2 separate regions of the Canis lupus genome follow, and region 2 is linked to region 1. Evidence: chromatin contacts called from public Hi-C data. All regions are on one chromosome and are shown on one strand. Each heading gives the region's core, a stretch centred on a gene start, on an enhancer-like site or on the middle of the called end of the contact. The rest is flanking DNA. Distances are from core to core; before and after follow the strand shown. Region 1 holds the start of AMOTL2 (angiomotin-like protein 2). Region 2 has its middle 13 kb from the start of CEP63.

Region 1 (4,054 bases), core at 1,051-3,550:
TACCGAGTATATCTAGTTGGGACAGTGGCTTATTGGCCTTAGCTTCTCTTTGTGAGATGGTCCTGGGCTGGTCAAATATCCCTTAGCTTGGCACAGATGACTTTATTTCCTCATTTGCTTCCGAGCCAACCATTATTTGTAAGGCAATATTTGGCTAACAAGTAAATCGCACACACATACACACATTTTTGGGGAGGGCTTTATTAAAAATTAACAACGTCCCTGGCTAGTAAATAGCTCTTTGAACTTACAAAGTTTTCTTGGCCCTGATCTCTCCAGCAGGAAATCCAGGTGAAGGGAAGAAGAGAGGATCCTACTGGGTGGGAGGACTCAGCCTTTACCCTCCCAGTGGACAGGAGACTGAGTCCCTCTCATGCAGATGTCGGGAGGCCCTGTGTGGTCAGGGCTCAGGAATGACACACTGAACTGTGCGGGTTCTGTGGAGAAAGGCAGGTGGGGACAGGGTTGGTTAAGGGCAGGTGGGGAGAGTGTGTCTGAAAAGATGTGTGCCAGCACAGATGGGCCAGCCTAGTGGAAAAGTGAGGGAGTAAGAGTCCTAAGAGCAGAGGAAAGAACTGCATTCAGATGAAGAACAGCAGGAGCAACAGAGGTAGATACTAGGGGAAGGCCCCTGACTGGCAGGTGCCTACGGGGAAATGACAAAGAGACTGGAACAGAGAGAGCAGATGGAGAGAGGAGGGTTCCCAGGGTCTGTCCAGTCCCTCTGGGGAGCCTGGATTCTGGTGGCACCGGGACGATTTTGAGAATGAAAAACTGGATGAGGGACAGTCCAGGTGGTTCAGTGGTTAGCGTCACCTTCGGCCCAGGGCATGATCCTGGAGACCTGGGATGGAGTCCCACATCGGGCTCCCTGCATGGAGCCTGCTTCTCCCTCTGCCTGTGTCTCTGCCTCTCTCTCTCTCTCTCTCTCTCTGTGTGTCTCTCATGAATAAATAAATAAAATCTTAAAAAAAAAAAGTAAGTAAGTAAAACTGGATGGAACTGGAGGGTGTTTTGCTGAGTGAAATAAGTCAACCCGAGGACAATCATCATGTGGTTTCACTCATGTGTGGAATATAAGAAATGGTGAAAGGGACCATAAGGGAAGGGAGGCGGGAAACTGAGTGGGGAAAAGTTAGAGAGGGAGACCATGAGGGACTCCTAACTCTGGGAACCAAAGGGTTGCAGAGAGGGAGGTGGGTGAGGAGGCTCGGGTAACTGGATGATGGGCACTAAGGAGGGCATGGGATGAGCACTGAGTGCTATACTATATGTTGGTAAATTGAATTGAATTGAAATTTAAAAAGAGAAAAGAAAAAACTGAGCAGCCATCGGTTACTTGGCTTCATCACTTCTGCTCCGCGTGACCCTGGGGCAAGCTAATTAACCTCCCTGGGCCTTGGTTTCCTCATTTAAACTCAGGGATGATAACAGAATTCCCTGGGAGGATGACTTGGGAGGACTGCCTGGGATGACGAGGCGAGGAGCGGGTGGTGGCACACCGTGCACCCTGCGTAAATTCGGGGATGCCCATTACTACCTTTTTCCAGAAATGTTGGACAGAGCGCCTGCCCGCGGGTGATTCAAGTAGTTCGGTGGCTCCAATTAACCGGAAGATTCTCAACCCAGATTCACACTTCCTGTGGAGACAGGCCCTAAAAGAGCTGGCAAAGGTGTTTGTAAACAATAACAGGGCAATTCAAGGGTGGCCGCTGGCGGTGAGAGCAGTGGGGGTTCGGAGACTCGAGCCGGACCGAGGTAGAGTCCAAGCAAGCCGGGCGGGTGTGGACATCTTGACAGTCCTCCTCCCCTTGCACACACACACACACACACACACACACACACACACACACGGGGCCCCTCTCCCTGCAGCAAAGCCCAGAACCCCTTGGGGACCCGCGACTGCCCATCTCCGGGTGTCGTTTCGCGGATGGGCTGAAGGAGTGGGTGCAAGGTGGAGGTGGGGACGGGTCGGGGGGGGGGGTGGCAATGGCCGAGGGCATGAATCCGTCCCCAGCAGCCCCGGGGGCCCACGGCGGTGGCGTGGGGAGGCCGCGGAGGGAGGCGCCGCGCGTCCCGGGGACCGAGCTCCGGGACCGAGCTCCGGGGCGCGCGGCACCGCCTCCCGGGAGGAAGGCGGGGGCCGGGAGGAGGGCGGGGAGGAGGCGGAGGGCGGCGGAGGGCGGAGGAGGGCGGCGCGCTGCGAGGTTATTTGTGGTTCGCTTTGATCCCGAGGGGGAACCTGAAACTCTCACATTCCTGGCATAGCAGCCGCCTCCGGCGCGGGCCGAGCCTGGAGCTGCGCGCCGGGGCCCGGGCGGCCAGAGCGTCGGCGCCGCCGCCGAGTGCACACCGCCACCGCCGCCGCCACCGAGCCGGGCGAGCCGCGCCGGGCCGACCACGCCGAGCACCCGCGGGCCGCAGCGGTAAGGACGGCCGCCCGGCGCCTCGGGGAGCGCGGCCCGGGAGCCACGGTGCAGCCGGAGCCCCCGCGCAGCCCGCCCTTCCCGGGAGCGGGAGCGGGAGCGGGAGCCGGAGCCCGGCGCGGCGCGGCGAGCGACCCCGGGTGCGGGGCGCCCTTGCGAGGAAGCGCAGAGGCGGCCCGGGGCCGTCCCGAGCTCTGGGCGGCCCGCGGGCCCCCTGGGGCGGGGGGAGGGGGCAGCCTTTGCGGGGAGCGGGGGCTTATGCTTCGGGTCGTGGGCTGGGCAGAGGGGCGCCGCTGCGGGTTCAAGGTGCGGGCCCTGGGGCCGATCCGGTTGGGGGCAGATCACAGGTGTCCTTGCCCCCAACCCGTCCAAGAATTCCTCTTTGTCTTCCTTGGAAAATCCTCTCTGGAGCCTCGGAACGGCTCTCACTTAGAAAGAATGCGGCCGGCCGGCCAGCCCGGTGACGTCAGCGCTGGAGCATTCGGAAAACAAAGAGGGCTCGGGAGGCCGGGAGGGAGGCGGACCCGCGACGCTTAAAGACCTTGCTGGGCCACCGGCCCCCGCCCCCCCCCCCCCCCCCCGCGCGCTCCGGGTGCTCGCGGTCGGCCGGGAGCCCGGGCAGGGCGGCATCCCTGCTGCGGTGCACGCCTCCTTAGAGACCCTCGCGTGGGTTCCGTAGGCGAGGCCGAGCCCCGGCGCGAGCCGGAGTGGTTTGCTTACCGGGGAGGGGGCGCTGGTTTTCAGGAAGCCGGGGTGCGCCGGTGCAGCGAAGGTGCATGGCCGGGTCGCGGTCACAGATTTTAGTAACGGCTCAGCCGAAAGAATGTGCATCTGAGGGGTCTGACGGGGACAAACGCGGCACAGGGGCCCCGGAGGTGCTCCCGGCTCCCAGGCTCACGGCTGCGGGGGGGACACGAGGAGCCCGTCCCGAAAGCTCTGCACGCCACCCCCCCCCCCTTCTCCCCACCCTGCTCCCCACCGTCATTCTCGGCTGGAGAGTCAGCCCAGACTGATTACTTTAGGAAATGCCCCGCGGAGGAAACTCTAGGGCGAATTGATTGCAGTTTGTTTTGCCTCTGGTAACTCTGGAGTCTTGCATCTCCACGCCTCCGGGGTGTAGGGAGAGGGGGCGGCCGATTGGGTGCCAAGAAGGATGGGCACAGAGATGCCTTCCAGACTCCTCTCCCTCTCCTCATTTCTGGGCAGCCTGGAGGGAGGAGTAGATTGGCACTGGCTGCTCTGCCAACCTACCAAACCTTAAAGGCAGCAGGGCAATGGGGCTAGTTTTGTGGCCGAGAAGGGACCACATTCTTCCCACTGACCTCCCCCCATACATAAGACCTGTGGGGATAGGGGTTTTGTTTGGTTTTCCCTGAATCTAGTTAGGAGTTTTGTGTGGGAGGAGGCTGTGGAAGGAAGCTGGGTGAGGCAGGCAGCCTCGGGACATGAGCCACTGAGAGCCCAAGCTCAGAGGGCAATACCTTCCTCAGGAGATACTCCCTGCTCTTGAAGCTTCCAGCAGCCCACCCCCGCCCCAGACTCCGGTCCCTGCAACCAAGAGCTTCTCCCTCGCTCCCCTACTCCTCCAGTTAGCTCAGATAAGTGTTACCGATGGCAAAATGCTGAGT
Region 2 (4,054 bases), core at 661-3,160, 71 kb before region 1:
CCTGGATTCCTGGGATTGGGTCCCACATCAGGCTCCCTGCATAGAGCCTGCTTCTCCTTCTGCCTGTGTCTCTGCCTCTCTGTCTCTGTCTGTGTGTGTCTCTCTCTCATAAATAAATAAAATCCTAAAAAAAAGAAAATAATAAATTAGTGGAAGAGCAGAAGGAGATGGTACTGAAAGGCATCTGAATGGTCTCAAGTAGACTTCACAGCTTATGGCCTTCCAGGCCCTGGTGGCGGCCTTGGCCCCTGCCCTTGGGCCAACTAGGATCCACATAATGCACATGCAACCCGTGTAACCACACAGGTTGCATTCAGAAGAGTCTGCTGAGGCTGTCTTGAAATTCTTAACGATTGTTGAACACGATAAATTACATAGCTGGTCCTTAAAACTATGGCAGCCATCTGTAGGAGTTCCATGTTGAACAGTGACCACATGGACCCAGCAAATGCCCTTGACTGAGAATGAAAATTCAAGCCACGAATATTCTGTGTTTGGGGTATCAAAAAAGCAGGCATATCCAGCAGGAGCGACAAGAAAAAAACTGGGGCAGACCTCCAGGCATCCTGAAAGGCAGTCCTGCTCCTACAGACCCTTTGCTGAAATTATTTCCTGAGCTTGAGTGAGTCCTCTGTCATTGTCACCACCTGAAAGCTAGCCCATCCGACCCATGGAGTAAGAGGGTAGGTAGACAAACACTAGAAGTCATTAGGCCAGGATTTGTGGACAGCTGAGAGAACTTGAAGCAAAGTTACCACCCAATCCCAGGGCATGTCTGTACCTAATTTTTTTTTTAAAGATTTTATTTATTTATTCACGAGAGATAGAGAGAGAGAGAGGCAGAGACATAGGCAGAGAAAGAAGTAGGCTCCACGCAGAGAGCCCAATATGGGACTTGATCCCGGATCTCAGGATCACACCCTGAGCCAAAGGCAGACGCTCAACCCCTGAGCCACCCAGGCGTCGCTCTGTGCCTAAATTTTATCCATCTTTTAGCCAACTACTATATGAACTTAGACTCTGTTGCACTAGGTACAGCAATCCACTTGTCTCGGAATAAAGCCTCTGATTGAAACAAGATACAAGAACAATGGTCAACACCTTAGCTCATGAAGGGTTCCCTACCTTGGTTCTTATTTCCATTTACCCTATCATGTTGAACCATACGGAAAAGCTGTTTTCATAGGGCAAAAATAGGCACAATTTCCTGTTGTTAGCCAATTTTATCCTTACCTAGAGCCAGTTGCACATGTACACACATATACACACTGGATATGATGAGGGGAGGCAGGAGCCGACAACGGGTGGAGAATTTGAAAACAACCAAGTGACTCCAAAGGAAGTGAGGGAGGTTGATGTATAAACCCATCCCAGTTTCTCCGCCTTCCCTGGTGAGTCAGATCCCGTTTATCGTGGGGCCACCACCCAAGGGCAAAGGGGGTTTTCCTCCGCCCACACCATGATCTTGCCTCCACTCTCCTGGCATCTCTGCCCACGCTTCCTCCTCACATGTCATCTAAGTCTCAAGAAGTACCCCTGCGCCCATCACCATGTGCACAGACTGGTACTCACTCTGGCACATGGTCTAACTGCGGGACTTCTCGAGGAACAGAAGGGAGGCAGTGTCCCTGCCTCCCTGCCAGTGGGGATGTCCTACCCCCTGTCATCAGGACCCCACACGGCCTTCTCCAGCTCAGCCCAGGCAGATGGGAACATGGGCTGGCCTAGGGACACCCTTCTCTCCGGTCCCATCCTTCTCACCCTTGGCTCTCCACTGCCCTCCTGCCAGCTTCTGGGCTGTCAGCAATCAGGGCTGTGCAGATGCTGAGAGCTCCTCCTTCCCCTCCACCCACAGCTCCTGCTCACACAGGACTACCCTCTGGGAGACCAGGTGCTCCTGAGTCTCAGTACTCAGCCTGGGAGGACGGGCAGCAGTGGCTGCAGTTACCTAGAAAAAATGAGCCCCGGGCTGGTTCCCAGAGCCCACAGACTGCTGCCTGCCTCTCTCACCTAGTTTCCCTCCTTCTCTGTCAACCAAGCAGCGAGCTTTATGTCCCTGGGTTCCTATTCCTCTCTTTCTTGCTGTTTGCCTCTGATTTTAGCATTTATCTAAATATCTTACCCCACGTTAGACCTCTCTTTCTTCTTTCATGTTGCAAATACCTTTAAAGTAGAACTCAGGTCAAGTTTGCACCTTGCTTCATTTCACATGAGTGAAATATTTGAAATTACATGTAAGTACACCCTATGTAGGCTGCTACAAAATATAGCAGCTGAGAGTACAGACCGTGGAGGCAGAAAAAGGCAGAAAAATACAGATTCGGAACCCAGTGTGGAACACACCAGCTGCCCATTCCCAGGCCAGTTATTTACCTTTCTGACCCTCGGTTTCTGGATCGGAAAGAAGGTTGACAGTACTGCTCATGTGATAGGCTCATGGGGGTGCCAAACGAGCAAACACGAGTAAAGTGCTCAGAACAGTTTCTGGCATATGGTAAGCACTTGATAAACATTAGCTATTGTTTGTTTTCAATATAATAAAACATTTAAGCATTTCAAAAGAATTCTACACTGGTACTCTGAAGTCAAGCAAAGAATAATTTTAGTGTGCAAATAATCATCCCCAAAAGAGTCCTCAGGAGAGAAATTTTGCATAGTAGAAACAGCAGTGAAATAGGAGGCTGAAGATCTGGGTTCAAATTCTAGCCCCACCACTACCTGTGTGACCAGGAGCCTGTCTGTCATCATCTCTGAGCCTACACTACAGGGCTGGGAGGTAAAATAAGTACAGAGCACTCAAAACTGTTTTGGAGTTACAAAGAACTATATACACTTAAGTTAGATATCATCGTTTATTTACTCTGTAAATTTTTAATTTGTTCTCCATGTTTCATACAACCTCTTAATGCTAATTTAAACAAAATAAATATACTTGTCGTATCTGTATGTGAATTTGCATAAGCATGCTTTTAAAAGTCTGGAAGGAAAGGCAACAGATTATTGGTGGTCACCAATAATCTGAGGACAAAGGCCAGACTGAGGTGTCTGAGGACAAAGGTCAGACTGACCAAAAAGGAAACTGTCATATCTTGCTTTATCTCCCAAAAAAGTGGCAGGGTTATGGGTAATTTAAAAAAAATAAGGTAGCTATCGTGAAATCAGAGTAGCATTGTTTCAAAAAATATTCTCACAGGTTTCAAATACAAATTGGAATGTGGGTTAAAACTTGTGTCAGCATTCAGTAGCTTTCATTCTACTGACATTCAGCAGGAGCACCAACACTTTGCAAAGCACTGTGGGAGATGCCAGGCTGGATCACATGGGGGGTCCTACCTGAGATGACATGTTAGACCAGATAAAACACATATGCCAAGGGCGATAATCTAGGAAGAAAGTGGTCAATGATGGGACAGCGGGGTGGCTCAGTGGTTGAGTGTCTGTCTGCCTTTGGCTCACGGCGTGATCCTCCAGTCCTGCATCAGATTCCCCACAAGGAGCCTGCTTCTCCCTCTGCCTATGTTTCCATCTCTCTATGTGTGTCTCTCATGAATAAAATACAATCTTTTTTTAAAGTGGGGGGTCAGTGTTCCTGGTGCACTACAAGCGCTCACGAAATACTTGCTGGATAGATGGACAAATGGATGGATGAGTGGGTGGATGGATAAATAAACTGATAATAGAAATCTTCTCCCACAGAAGAGGGGAATCAAAAGAGGAATAATCACCTGGCTAGCTCAGTTGGTAGAGCATGTGACTCTTGATCTCAGGGTCACAAAATTGGGAATACAGATTATACTTTAAAAAGTAAATTAATTAAATTAAATTTAAAAGTAAATTAAAAGTAAAAAATATTAAGAAGAGGAATAATCTACAACTGAGGAAATTCAGGAAAGCCTTATGGAAAAGACAGCCTTTGAAAGGCTAAATTTATACATCTAGAGATGAGAAGCAGACTTGGCAAGGGGCCTTTTTGTTGATACCTTCTCATTTCCAATTCAATACTAGTGTTTCCCTCCTTCTCTCTCTTCCTTCCACTAAGAGTAGAGCTGATATC

The links. A called contact is a pair of places that touch in the nucleus more often than the background predicts.
Region 2: a Hi-C map of skin fibroblasts shows a contact between it and region 1, with 1.9 times the contacts expected there. The contact joins the enhancer-like site here to the promoter of AMOTL2 in region 1. A contact is called at or near these places in 2 of 9 Hi-C or Micro-C datasets (amygdala and skin fibroblasts).

The regions. Positions count from the first base shown.
Region 1 is chr23:31,682,531-31,686,584 of UU_Cfam_GSD_1.0, reverse strand. AMOTL2 (angiomotin-like protein 2) reads left to right here and starts at 2,300. Exons shown (of 10, transcript XM_038570932.1): 1 at 2,300-2,426.
Region 2 is chr23:31,753,082-31,757,135 of UU_Cfam_GSD_1.0, reverse strand. No RefSeq gene overlaps it. Among named protein-coding and RNA genes, the nearest start is that of CEP63, 13 kb to the left of the region's middle. Within about 2 kb of position 1,910, at least 4 of the 20 cell types and tissues checked have an H3K27ac peak or open chromatin away from gene starts, as enhancers often do.